Linked DNA regions of Mus musculus: regions 1, 2 and 4 are each linked to region 3. The links are chromatin contacts, called in public Hi-C and promoter capture Hi-C maps. All regions are on one chromosome and are shown on one strand. Each heading gives the region's core, a stretch centred on a gene start, on an enhancer-like site or on the middle of the called end of the contact. The rest is flanking DNA. Distances are from core to core; before and after follow the strand shown. Region 1 overlaps Snd1 (staphylococcal nuclease and tudor domain containing 1). Region 2 overlaps Snd1 (staphylococcal nuclease and tudor domain containing 1). Region 3 holds the start of Lnclep (a long non-coding RNA gene). Region 4 overlaps Snd1 (staphylococcal nuclease and tudor domain containing 1).

What was found. Promoter capture Hi-C pulls out the DNA fragments that hold promoters and counts their contacts. Hi-C and Micro-C count contacts between places; a contact is called where the count stands out from the background.
Region 1: a contact with region 3 is called in a Hi-C map of cerebellum, with 2.9 times the contacts expected there. The contact joins the enhancer-like site here to the promoter of Lnclep in region 3. A contact is called at or near these places in 2 of 39 promoter capture datasets (hippocampal neurons and stem cell-derived epiblast-like cells) and 6 of 484 Hi-C or Micro-C datasets (brain, cerebellum, extraembryonic endoderm stem cells and 3 more).
Region 2: a contact with region 3 is called in a promoter capture Hi-C map of the 3T3-L1 cell line, with 5 times the contacts expected there. The contact joins the enhancer-like site here to the promoter of Lnclep in region 3. A contact is called at or near these places in 6 of 39 promoter capture datasets (the 3T3-L1 cell line, 3T3-L1-derived adipocytes, hippocampal neurons and 2 more), 1 of 15 datasets of contacts at CTCF or cohesin (the NIH/3T3 cell line), 2 of 484 Hi-C or Micro-C datasets (cortical neurons and nephron progenitors) and 1 of 9 other capture datasets (embryonic stem cells).
Region 4: a contact with region 3 is called in a promoter capture Hi-C map of embryonic stem cells, with 4 times the contacts expected there. The contact joins the enhancer-like site here to the promoter of Lnclep in region 3. A contact is called at or near these places in 17 of 39 promoter capture datasets (the C10 cell line, the HPC-7 cell line, HPC-7-derived erythroid cells and 11 more), 10 of 484 Hi-C or Micro-C datasets (the C10 cell line, CD4 T cells, LSK cells and 6 more) and 14 of 115 datasets of contacts at active chromatin or transcription factors (SST interneurons, embryonic basal ganglia, embryonic forebrain and 7 more).

What each region holds. Positions count from the first base shown.
Region 1 is chr6:28,746,627-28,749,607 of GRCm38.p6, reverse strand. The region is part of intron 15 of Snd1 (staphylococcal nuclease and tudor domain containing 1); the gene reads right to left. Among named protein-coding and RNA genes, the nearest start is that of Lrrc4, 84 kb to the left of the region's middle. Within about 2 kb of position 1,452, at least 27 of the 459 cell types and tissues checked have an H3K27ac peak or open chromatin away from gene starts, as enhancers often do. A contact at or near this core is called in cerebellum, where this site is marked.
Region 2 is chr6:28,641,604-28,644,727 of GRCm38.p6, reverse strand. The region is part of intron 11 of Snd1 (staphylococcal nuclease and tudor domain containing 1); the gene reads right to left. Among named protein-coding and RNA genes, the nearest start is that of Snd1, 160 kb to the right of the region's middle. Within about 2 kb of position 1,622, at least 3 of the 459 cell types and tissues checked have an H3K27ac peak or open chromatin away from gene starts, as enhancers often do. A contact at or near this core is called in cortical neurons, where this site is marked.
Region 3 is chr6:29,029,230-29,032,388 of GRCm38.p6, reverse strand. Lnclep (a long non-coding RNA gene) reads right to left here and starts at 1,435. Exons shown (of 2, transcript XR_377380.2): 1 at 1-1,435.
Region 4 is chr6:28,554,980-28,558,386 of GRCm38.p6, reverse strand. The region is part of intron 10 of Snd1 (staphylococcal nuclease and tudor domain containing 1); the gene reads right to left. Among named protein-coding and RNA genes, the nearest start is that of Snd1, 76 kb to the right of the region's middle. Within about 2 kb of position 1,921, at least 25 of the 459 cell types and tissues checked have an H3K27ac peak or open chromatin away from gene starts, as enhancers often do. A contact at or near this core is called in SST interneurons, cortical neurons, embryonic stem cells and 2 more, where this site is marked.

The DNA.
Region 1 (2,981 bases), core at 203-2,702, 280 kb after region 3:
ATCCACTACCAGTCATTAAAACGTAGACACCTAGAGCCTTATTGCCTAGCTTGTCAGATTGCATCACCAGGGGGTGGGGCAGGGAGCTATAATCAGAAAGACACAAAAAAGTAAAAGAGATGCCAAAGGGCAGGCAAAGGGAAGCCCCATTTTCTCGTCCTAGCTCATGTGTCTAAGTAAATGGTTAAGTGTAAGTCACCTGCTGTGGTCCACATGGAACCCCTGCCAAGTGGCTGCTGCCATCTAGACAGTTTGTCCCAAGAGTCAGTTCTATGTAAGGTGAGTGCTATCTAGCCCAGCCCCTCACCCTGCTCACCTTGGCTTGTAACTCACCAGACTGCACCAACTTTAAGGCATAGAAGTGCAAACAATTTGTATGTGTTTCAACCTAGGTTGGCAAAAGATCCCAAAGACCTGATTTAAGATTCCTTACGTTACTTTACCCTGAAGGTTCAAATTACTCTTCTCTTTTAGTTCTGGAGAAGGCATTTTGTTTACAGGACATTACCTTGATACCTGCTATGCTTAGTCAGTATGACAACTTCCTGAACTGTGCCCTCAGCATGGCCCTGATGCCCAAGGGGTATCATGTAATTTACAACAAAAAACCTTCACACAAAGGTCATGGTAATAGTAGGGCACACACTCCATGCTCATAAAAAATAAGAATCAAGAGGCACATGAGCTGCAAATATATGCTTCAGTCTTTCTTAGACAAGATACCAAAATAAAGCTGCACACACACGGTGAGTGACTGAGCTAACGTGAATTCAAAGACTAAGGTTTGCTGCTTTTGTTCTAATGGAAGGAAACGTGTGTGGCTTACTAAATGCTGCTGGAGGAAAACTGATGCCTTAAAAACAAACATAAGCTGCCTTGGGTTCTCAGGATCACCAACTGTGATTTGCCTCCAAGAGCAAAATAAGTGTGCACAGGAGGCACAGCAGCAGGCTTAGGGACCTTCAGCACTCTCAGCTCTGATCGGCTAAGGTCGTCTGCTCGCTGACCAAACCTAGGCCAGGTGCTGAAAGGACTAAAGGGCACGAGCTGTCAGGAGGCACTGACCTGTTAGCTGCAGCTGACTTTCCCAGCCCCACCTGCTATCCCATCTGACTAAACAATCACTTCACGTACAGGGGTGCAGGAACCGTGACAGAGAGACCAGCTGGCTCCGGCCAAATGCCACTCCCTATCAAGCTGTGGGGCCGTCTGCCCAAAAAAGGCCACATAAAAATGCAAAGTATCCACCCCACCTTCAAGTACAGAGAGCTCTCCAAAAGGCCAGGATTAATGAGAGCGGCAAGGAGGGATGGAGTTCAACAAATGTCTTGACTTTCCCCTTGCGAACTGCGATCGAGTTGTGATAGAGACCATTTTTGCAGTTAGTTTCATATGGTGTGGAGTGAGTTGTGCCATGAGAATAGACTGTCCCAACAGTCACAGCTCAGGTCTCCAGGCCTATGCTTATGCTCATTCACCTTGAGGTCACAAAGGTCTCTCTTAGCAGACTCACACCACCCATGTTCCAGCGAACTTTCATCCCCAGGTCAGCTTTGCCTTGTCCACTCACAATCTCCTTGAATTCTCGAATTTGCATCAGGGCCCCTCATCTCTTTAAACTGCATGTTCCCTAAGATTTTTCTCCATCCTCCCTATCTCTGCACAACCTCTTTGGAAGACAGGGTCTCATGTAGCTCAGGTTAGTCTAGATATATAGCCTCGAACTCTCGATCATCTAGCCTCCATTTCCTCAGTACTGTGATTATAGGCTTCTACCACCAGCCTTGGCTAGTCTATCTTTTTGATATGAAGATTTTGTTGAGTTTTAGCTAACAATCGAGGATTGTTTTAAGAAAAACAAATAGCTATACTAGATAGCTTTCTAACTCTAACATACAACCTCATGACTTGACAGCATGTGTCAATTTTAGAAGTACAGTAGATGCCGGCATCCTTTTGCCATGTTACCCAGTCAACTCTCATTCATATGTGCTATTTTCCATTCTCTGATAGACTTTGAGCTAAGCAGTCTTTATCTGGTAAGTCTGCTCCTTACCAGCAGCCATGGGTATTTTCTAGTCACCTGGAATCTGCCTTTGGTTGATAACTGATGAAAATATATCTACAAAGGTCACCTATGACTTTCTGACTGATTAAACAGTATAAGATCATGTCAGTGCTTTGCACACTTGATGTTTTAACTCTGACTGTGCTGGCTCCTCCGAGTTCTCCATCTCCTTAGCCTCCCAGAACCACTCTCAATGGTTCTGTTATTCACAGGGTAGCAGCTCCTGTCTGCATAGGAATTCGTAGCCTTATGCTGGAGTTCTTGGGTGTTCACTTCACATATGGGGTGGAATACACCACTCCTAAAGCTGTTCTGCAGGCACTGCACACATGCGGAGTACTCCATGATCTGAGCATCTGCCCAGGCTCTTCTGATGAGCCGCAACATTGCCATGGAAACTATAAATATTATACATCCAAGGCCAAACCAATTACCCATTTCTCTAACGAGCTTCTCTCACTGTTTTAGCTTTGACTATGGCCTTCATATCTACTCCTAGGCTCCAGTTTAGGATGCCTGACTTCCTCCCCTACACCCATCCTACACACAAGGGAAGTCTACCTCCCAAAGACTTGTGGTTATGCTTTGTAGCATGTATTTGCTGCTATGTAATCTATCTTTCAGACTGGAAGTTAACTTAGGCAATGTCTTGGAACTATGACACTTAGGAGAATGCTAAGTCTACAGAAGAAATGATTGACATACTCAAGCAGTATCATGGCTTCCTTCTAATTGAGGTGGAATGAGCAGCATCCTGCAGAACCTCCATGAGCTGGCTCTGTTGAAGGAGCTGAGTTTAGAAGACAGTGTCTTTGGTCCTCTATGGATCTGAAGCCAGGTTTCTGAGAAACAATCAGACCTTTTCTGTTTTCCATCCTGGACTAAACTCCACGCTGCCAAGATGCTGCTTTAG
Region 2 (3,124 bases), core at 373-2,872, 390 kb after region 3:
ATTTGTAAAGCTTCCTAGAGTCAAGAACTAAAAAAATAAAATAGTGAGAACAGCCAAAAATGACAGCCCTATTGCCTATCAATTATCATTTGAAACTCACTAATAGATGAGGAGGTGGTGGTATGTGCCTTTAATTCCCGCACCCGTGAGACAGAGGCAGATGGCGCTCCATAATTTCGAGACCAGCTTGGTCTACAGCATGAGTTCCAGGACAGCCAGGGCTACATACAAACTCTGCCTAGAAACACCAAAATAAATAAACAAATAAAAATAAAATAAAAATAGAACAAAACTTTAAAAGTGTAGAGCTTGCTGGCTAGCCACCAATGTAGAATAATCTGTGAATCCCAAGTCCTGATGAAAGACCCTGCCACAAAAAAAAAACCATGCTGGACTGCCACTGAAAATGACATTCAGTTGACCTCTGTCCTTCACACAGGTTAACAAAGTCTCACCCCCATGTGTACAAGGCTGGGGAAAAGAATGACTGTCTTGAGGAAACCTGCATGTGTATAAGTTGCAAAGAAGCTGCATTTAGCATCTAGAAGACTAACTACCTTTACCAAAGATAAGAAGGAAAGATAAAATGTTTAGAGCAGTGAAATTCTCTGTAAATCAGAATTTAATTCTGGGGAAAATGTTAAAGTGAGTCTTGAACCTAAACTGGTTTGGTCTTCAAAGAAAAAGCTCATAGATTCAGGCGGCCACGATGAAACCCCCAGAGCTGATGCTAAACTTGTGTTCTTTCTCCAAAAATAGAGAGATTTCATCTACTTCAAGGAATTTAGCTTGAATGCTTACAAAACAAAGTGACTTCAATGCTTTCTTGAACACGAGCCCCTGACTGCTGGCTGGAAATCACTGGAGAGGAGAACAATCTGGCAGTTAATTTTTGAGATTTAAAAAAAAAAAGACCCTGCTGTTGAAAGTGTGTTAGAACTGGGCATTTTATTTCAATTAAGTATTTTGGCAAATACTTAATTTTAAAAGTGATTTTATTTAAAGGTAAAACCATGGGAAAGGGGGAACACAGTAATAAAACAGCATTGTGTTTTCCTAACCATTCTGCCTTACACAGACTACATACATTTCTCAATAAAGTAGCATTTCTATTCCAGTTTAACTTGGAACATTCTCTGTATTCAATACCAGAATAAACTCTTCACTGCTTAACCCTTGACTATACTATAGCCATCATCCATTAATATCAACCATAACAGCTTACTAACTCAAAGCATCAAAAGATATTAAGCAAAAATATGTTGCCTGTATGACCAGAAGTAACTGACTTCATAATACTATTTCAAACTTTGTCAATACCTGAATTCATCACAATTAACAGTGTTGCATTTAAAAGCAAATATGTTAAAGTAGGAGAGAGAGGGATTGAGGGTATGTGGGGAGCTCTTTCGAAATGTTGGGTCCATGCAGAAAGCACACAGGAAGGCATGTAGCATTTCTTCCTCACTGATGACTAGACGGTTAAGGTCAATGGATATGGAATCCTTAATTTCAAGCTGAAGACTTTCAGAGAAACTTGGCACAGAAGAACAAGTAGGAGGGGCACGTTTTGCCCTTTCTTCAGCTTCCCTTAGGCTACAGTCCTCAGAAGTCAGTTCCCATGGGAACTCTCCTGGCTGTGAAACATGCCTGCAAACCAAGGAAGGCAGGGAGTGGGGTGTTTAAGTTCTCTCCTACTCTGCCTTCCCCAGGTCCACTCCTCTTACTCTGGGATTCAGGAGAGCCCAGCTCCTAGGCAGCAAGGCCTTTCTGAAGGACAAACAACCACCTTCAGTCTTGGATTGTAGGTTATCTCCCTCCTAAGTACTCAATGCATCTTTCTCTGTCCCCACTGCTCATCACACATGCGCATGCTCACGCTCATACTCATTTTGTCTTTATCAGGACATAAACTAGAACAAGCTCATTTTATTTGTCATATTATATACTGCTTTCTGTTCTTAATTTTCCTAAGTCCTGACTCAGAAGTTTGCTGATATCGATTGAGCAGTCAAGATGTGCCGAGCATCGCACTAAGTACTTAGCATATATTATGTCATTTAATGCTTATGACAGCCCAGGTTAGGTAATGCCACTTCAGGGATTCAAACTCAAGTCTATGTGGTTCAATGCCTACCACTAAACCACTACAAATGGCCAGCAGCAGGATGTTGGTTAAACATTCACTTGGTATTAAATGATAAAAGTATCTCATGTAGAAGACTACTTATCGACGTAGGGAAATCATCATGTTGAGGGTTACAAAGCAGTAAGCAGCATGTAATTACTAGTCGAAGTGAACATTATGCTAAGAGCCATGTGCATAAAAACACTGGACTGATAGACACTCAAATGTTAGCAGATGATACCTCTGGGAAACACAGCTTTTCCTGTATCTTTTTCTCTTGTTTTAACAACGACAATAATAAGCCGATACAATCAACAGTGTTGTTTTGTGACTGATGAAGTAGGCAGTAAGTGAGAAAGCGGAAAACAGGATCATAAGCATGGATATAGTAGACAACAGTACCAGTGTTAAAATCAACTGATAACTGCATTTTCAAGTAGAAAATTAGCCATAGAGAAAATTAGGATGGAATCTCTATAGGACAGCAGCAAGCTTTCCCCGAACTGTGAATACAAAACCGGCTAAGGTTCTAGTGTTTGTATACACACAGAAAGGAAACACACATGCAAAGACTATTCCTGGTCTACAGTCCCTGCATTTAACTATATTTATGGTACTAGCACATGTGTAGAATATAGCTCTCATTCCCACAACCATGCTTAGCTGGAGGTCTAGAGAATGTCGGGGAAGACCAATGTGGCATGACAATGTGGCTGCTTCTCAGGAACGCTCTGGACCAGGGACGGCCAAGCCCAGGGGAGAAGGGGAAGCCTCTCCTAACACTCTTTATGTGACCTTTGAAGGAAGTGTACTGTCCACTCACAACAATGATAAAGGCACAGTTCAGCCTAGAAGTACAATTTTCCTACTTAAAAGCTGGAAATGATGAGATGAATAAATTAAATGTCTAGTCAGTTTTATTTACCATCTGTGTGAGGGGGTAGAGGTGAAGATGGGGATAATCCTATCTCCATACTGGCCTTCTTGCCAGTAACA
Region 3 (3,159 bases), core at 186-2,685:
CAGAATTCGAGGCTGGAAGGAGCCTCCAGAGAGAGAGTTTCATGCATTCCCTTCATGTCACCAACAAGGATCAGAGGGAGCAGCCAGGCTGCTGAAGGGCGCGCCACACAATTGTGGACTATTGTTTTCAGAAAGAGGTCAATGAGGGCACATCTTTGCCCACAGCATTTTTAACATTTTCGCAGCTATTTCAGAATCACGGTGCCCACTGAATGGCATTGCGTACTTTCTAAAAGTAGACAAGAATTTGAGAAACACCCCGTGGTGCAACTGTTCATTGCTTAAACCTACTGCTGACTCATTTGCCCTTCGATACTTCTTTACCAACATCGGTGGTGGCATCTGCTAGTTACTACCCCCTCCAAGTCTTAGTCTCCCTTGTTGGGCCGGGAATCAGGATGCAGTGACCTCACTTCCCCGAGTCCTCATTGGCTGGTGGGTGGGACTCTGAGGGTGAGGTCCTTGAAGGGAGCTCTGGGCACAGAGGTAGGCCCCCTGCCCTCCAGACTGGACTAAGTCATCTGTCACCCAGGGTGTAGACTATTCGGGCGTGAGGAGGGTCTGTGGCCCAGGGAAGCGAAGGTTCTCAGGCTTCATCTTTTCAATCAAGGCCAAAGGATCCCTCTAAACAAACCCCCTAAGGTGTTAAGGAGGAAACAGATGTTATTGGCAATATTCACAAACCATTCACAAGACCCTCTGGGATGACGTCTTCTTCACATTAACTCAACTGTGAAACTCCTTCATTCACTTGAACTCTCTGCCTCTTGAAAATGTCTTCCCTCTGAGAGAGGCAATTTGGTTGTGGTCCCTTTAACCACTCCTCCCCATTCCCAAGTGCAGTTAAGAAGCGCTGATATCTCAGGGCTTCAAGGGGGTGTGGGGAAAGGAGTTCCAAACCAGGGCTCTGTCTGGCCCTGAGGCGGAGGCGTGGGCTCGGGAGCCAAGAGCTAGGCTCAACACTGTCAGTGCCCAGCCCAGACCCTGGCAGTTATCCATCCTCACAGGCTCAGCGCAGGAGCAGTCTTTGGCATGCAAAGAGGACTCTTGGGCTTGGGGCCAAAAGCCAGCCCTTTACCCTAGATCAGCACAGGGAGTGGCCCCACCCTCGGAGAATGCACCTCTTTCCTTGTTTTCTGGGTTGATGTAGCTTAGAGAAATATTTGGGGCTTCGTAGGGGTAGGGGATCTGGGACTATGGAATTACAGGGTAACATCTTCCTCTCACAACAAATAGAAGGGAGGAGAGGACCCACGGTCTGAGAGTGGGTGGCTCTCTTTCCTGGACTTGATAGATTGTTTAAAAAGATATTGTGGAAGCTTGGCCCTTACCAAACCTTTTTTCCACTTGTTTTTATTACAAACTACAGACACACACACACACACATACACACATACACACACACATACACACACACATACACACACACACATACACACACATACACACACACACATACACACACACACACATACACACACACACACATACACACACACACATACACACACACATACACACACACATACACACACATACACACACACACATACACACACATACACACACACACATACACACACACACACATACACACACACACACATACACACACACACATACACACACACACACATACACACACACACACACATACACACACAAACACACACACACATACACACACACACATACACACACACACACACACACACACATACACACACACACACACATACACACACACACACACTATCAAGTGTTCCTTTGGGGCCACTAAGTTCAGAGTCTCGAAAACTCTAGAGGTGAAAGAATTCACAGCTGAAGAAATTAAGACTTTAAGGGAAAGTAGACTCAAGAGAACAAGGCCGGAATTAGATTATCCTTATAGCCGATTTTGGTTCAGGGAAGAACACAATCCAAGAACACACCAAATAAAGGACATTTTAGGGTGTGTCCATGACAGTTGCTCTTCTTGGGCTGGGACCTGAGAAGTAACTTCAGGTGCTGTCACTCCAGTGCTAAGCGAAAAGCTTCTATTTAGTTAACATTAAGTTCTTTAGCAATGACACGTGCTTTCTCCACACCCTTCACATCTACAACTTTAAATACCCTTTCTTCTCTAAGCTGTATATTTTCATCTGGCCCTTATCCATTTTTTCTGTTCTCTTTCTGTGAACCTGTTGAAAAGAAGTGGGCACTAACCATGCCACAGACTAAATGGTAGATTGTCTAGAAATGTCCTCTGCCAAACAAATCAGCCCACTGGCTTTGAATTCAGCCTCAAGCTCTCGGGACAAGAAGAGTGTAGCCACCTTAATCTGCCAGGATGTAATAGAATGGCCTCGTGTTCTGTTCCTGATAAGCCTTTGTCGCCCTCTGAAACATCATCAGTCAAAGCTTCACTACCTATGTGTACTGGACAGTTTTATGTCAACTTGACATAAGCTAAAATATCTGAGGCAATCACCTCAAGTAATTAAATGCCTCCATACGCCTGGTCCTGGTCTATAGGCAGGCTTAATAGGTCGTTTTCTTAATTAGTGATTGAGAGAGGGTCCAGTACATTGTGGGTGTGTTCATCCCTGGGCTGGTGGTTCTGGGTTCTGTAAGGAAGCAGACTGAGCAAGCCACAGGGAGCAAGCCAGTAAGCAGCATCCCTCTATGGCATCTGCTTTAGTTCCTGTCTCCAGTTCCTGCCCCGTTTGAGTTCCTGTCGTGACTTCCTCCAGTGATGAGCGGTGCTGAGGAATTGTAAGCCCGATGAACCCTTTCCTCCCCAAGGTGCTCTGGTCATGGAGTGCTGTTGCAGCAATAGAAACCCTAACTAGGACAGTATGTTTCTAGCAGTTCCTGGTCTTCCACCCTCCCACCAGAATAACCATTTAAGCTATGCTGTATTATGTAAGGGCTTTAGCTCATTGGTCCAAACTCTTCCAAATTCCTCCTGCAAGCTAGTTCCAAAAGCCTAAAGATCCCATGGCCAAGCAGTCGCAGCAGTAAGAAAAGACAGCCATGGGAACAGATCATACTGTGCCCACAGCCAGAAAACAGAGAGCCTTGTATTCTGGTGTTCACCTGGCCTCCCCATTTCATCCCCTTTTTATTCAGTCCAGGAACCAAGCCTCTGGGGGTGGTACATCCTCAGCTAAACATCTT
Region 4 (3,407 bases), core at 672-3,171, 470 kb after region 3:
CTGACTTCTCCATATGTGCCACGAAGCACCTGCACTTTCTTCCATCTGCATAAGAGCAATCCAGAGCCAAGCACATTCTTTAACTTGTTCCTTCTTCCAGGTCTTACCAGTTCAGCTGACAGAATCACATGAGATGCAAATCCCAGTCGTCAAGGCAGCCCCCCATAAACCTTTTCTTCTCTTTCCCTGAAGTAAAACTGACCCTGAAAAAATACTAGTCCCACCTAACCATCAACTCCAATAGTGAGCTATAAAATCCAGAGAGACAGCAAACCCTCCTGCCCCCTCTTGGCTCTGTGACCTTGGGGATATAGCAGTGCTCATATGGAAACTACTTCGAAATCCAGGAAAAAAAAAAGACATTGTCAGAAACCAAACTCCTGGGAGACAGCTTTGGTAAGCGCCCACTCTTCAACTGCTAGAGTAACAATCTAGAGCAGGGACTCTCAAGCTCAAGGCTAGCAGTTGACAAAAATGAGCATTCTGAGCCCCAGTTTTAACACAAAGATTTTAACACAAGGAGTTCAAAACTGACACCTTACGAGAAACTGAGCTGGCCTCTTTTCAAAAGAAAAAGCTCAGCGGGGGAAGGGGGCTAGTGTGAGAACCAACAGGGCACAGAGCTGTGGAAGGGAGACAAGGGCAGAGGCGGTCGGTGGCAGACCCTGAAAACGCACCGCAGCTCTACTGTTCAATCAAAATATATGGCACCAGCAGAGATCCACTTAATCTTTGTCCTCAGAGCAGTCCTGTGTAAGCCCAGAAGGCTTGCAGCTCATTTGCAGCAAATGAGAAGCAATAATGTTGGGTTGCCATATTTGCAGTGAATCTAACGTTAACAATCAAATGATTTGCCCTTGTAGAACTCTGCACCAGGGGATCCCTTAGAAGTGTACATATGGGCATCAATTTCCTAGCAGGGAAGGGGAACAGAGGTAAAGGAGACATGGCAAGGTCAAAGAACAGCCAGAAACAGAAACACCAGAGACCCTAATCTCCAAGTTCAGAACATGAATTCAGGGCCACCAAGACTCTAAAAAATCCCTCAGTATCCAAAGATTAGCTCTCCATGACAAACTAATAATCAATCAACACCCCCCCCCCCGGTCTCTCTCTCTCTCTCTCTCACACACACACACACACACACACACCCCTGTGTGCAGTGAGGTGAGGGGGAAGGAAAGGAGGGAAGCAGGGAAAATGGAATGAAGGGGCTAGGTTATTTGAATGCTCATTTGTTTAAGAAATAATGGCAAGTTTTTGTGAAGTCCTAGATTTGACTATTTGGATAAGAAAAATCAGTTCTTATTGAATATAGATGTATGGTTTTCCCCAAAATGTTTCCAGTGCACAACTATTTGAATGCATGGATGGGAACATTGAGCTATAAAATCCATGTGTTCCCCTTACACACACACACATATATAAACACTGTGCTTAGAATGTTATGGCCTCTGTGCCAGATTGCATGTGAAAGCAGTTAGCTCTCCTTACCACAGAAGCTTAAGATCCCCAAAGTAGACAGACCAGCCCACAACAAGCAAACAACAGAGCCGAGATGGACTTGTTGAAGAGGGAGAAAAGGAGAAAGAGAAACTTTAGTAATGAAGACCATGCAATTGGGAAGAAAGAATGATGTAAGATGGTAATCAGAGGGGAATGAGCCAGGTATAGACTATCATCCCAGGATCTGAGAGGTCAGGAAAGGAAAAAGAAAAAAAAAAAAAGAGCAAAGAAAGTAAGCCTATCTATAAAGAGAAGAGGAACCTGCTGAAGGCTTGCGACCTCCCACAACATCAATGAGGCAAAGCTTACCTTTTCTAGCAGCTATATTTTTTAAATCTCCTACTACTAGTACGAAGTACCAAGTTTAAAGGAGGACATTAAAACAGTTAATGTGAGCAGGGCGTGGTAGCACATGCCTTTTATCCAGACATTTAGAATGCAGAGGGAGGTGAATCTACATAGCAAGTTCTAGGGCAGCTAGAACCAGACCCTGTATCAAAAAAAAAAAAAAAAAAAAAAAAAAAAAAAAAAAAAAAAAAAAAAAAAAACCCCACAACAACAACAACAACAACAAAAAAAAGTTAAAATGAGGACCAGTCTACCTCACTATTTAAAAGCCTTGACAAGTCTCCTTAAATATGTATCTATAAATATCAGCAAGAAAATATGCCAATGAAAGCATCAACTGATTTAAATTCTAGAAGCAGGACACGAGTCTTGCTTAAACTGCACAAATGTAGTTTGTAGAGTACACCACGGCATTACAGAAACAGTTTAAATGTTGTTGTTGCTCAAGCAAAGTAGAAGGCGGTTTTGTTGTTGCCCCTTTCTGAGGTAGTGAATTCATGTTCAAGAAGCTGCTCTTTCTGGATGAACCACAGCAAGGCAGCTAAATGAGAGACAATTTAACAACGCTAAGAATTCACGACGGGTTCGTGTTGCATGGAAAGCCACAGCAAGGCTTTACAAGCGACACAAGGTACACAAGGAGCTCCTGTGAGGCTAACATGACAGGCGCAGGAGCGAGCCACCAACCAAGCTGCCTAGACTGTTCACTAGGAGAGACTCTTCATTTGAAATACAAGGGGTCACCTCTTATTTCCTGTAGGAGAATCCATTCCTGGGAGAGAGATCATCGAGTGGAGATGGAAGAACCTAGGATGGGGGAGGGATCCAAATAAAATGCAAAAGCAAGCACAGCCATGATCACACCTGCAGGGACATCTACTAAGAGCGAGATGAGGAAAGAGAACAGAAACAACGGGACTCTGCCAGAGAGCACCTGCTTCCCTGAGTACATGCGAGCAGATCTATAACACAGACAGGCAGGACAGGACGAAACACTACCGCTCCAGCCCTCAGAACACATTTCTTGCTAGGTGATGTGGTAAGAAACGAAAGGCTGCAGGGTTTTACTGCACTGAGTTTTACATTTGTCAGTTTCCTTCAACAGTATCAGGCTCATTTCTATCTTCTTGGATTGAGAACTCTCCTTACAAGAGGAACTGCCTTCCTCTACCTGCTGTTCTTTACCCAGAGGAGCAGTCATCTTCCACAGCTCTGCTATTTCTAGATCCAGGCAGCCCAGAACTAACTAAGCTCCCCTGCAGATAAGCCTGCCTGAGCTGAAGGAGTCAGCTACTCTTCCTCAGAGGAGGACTGGAGTAGGCAAAGCAGGCGGAGTGAGGCGAAAAGCTTTTAGAGGGAGGAGGTGGGGCTCAGAGCAATCTTCCAGGCAAGCCACAGTTGTGCTCTGACAGAAAGGCTCCAAGTAGCTCAGGCGGCAGGAAGGAACTCGGACATTTTCCTGGGAAAACGCTGAGTTGGAGGTTTAACACACGCTGGAAGGGACCAGCAAAGTGCTACCAGAACTTCCTCCCTTTTTATAAGAAATCACAAGT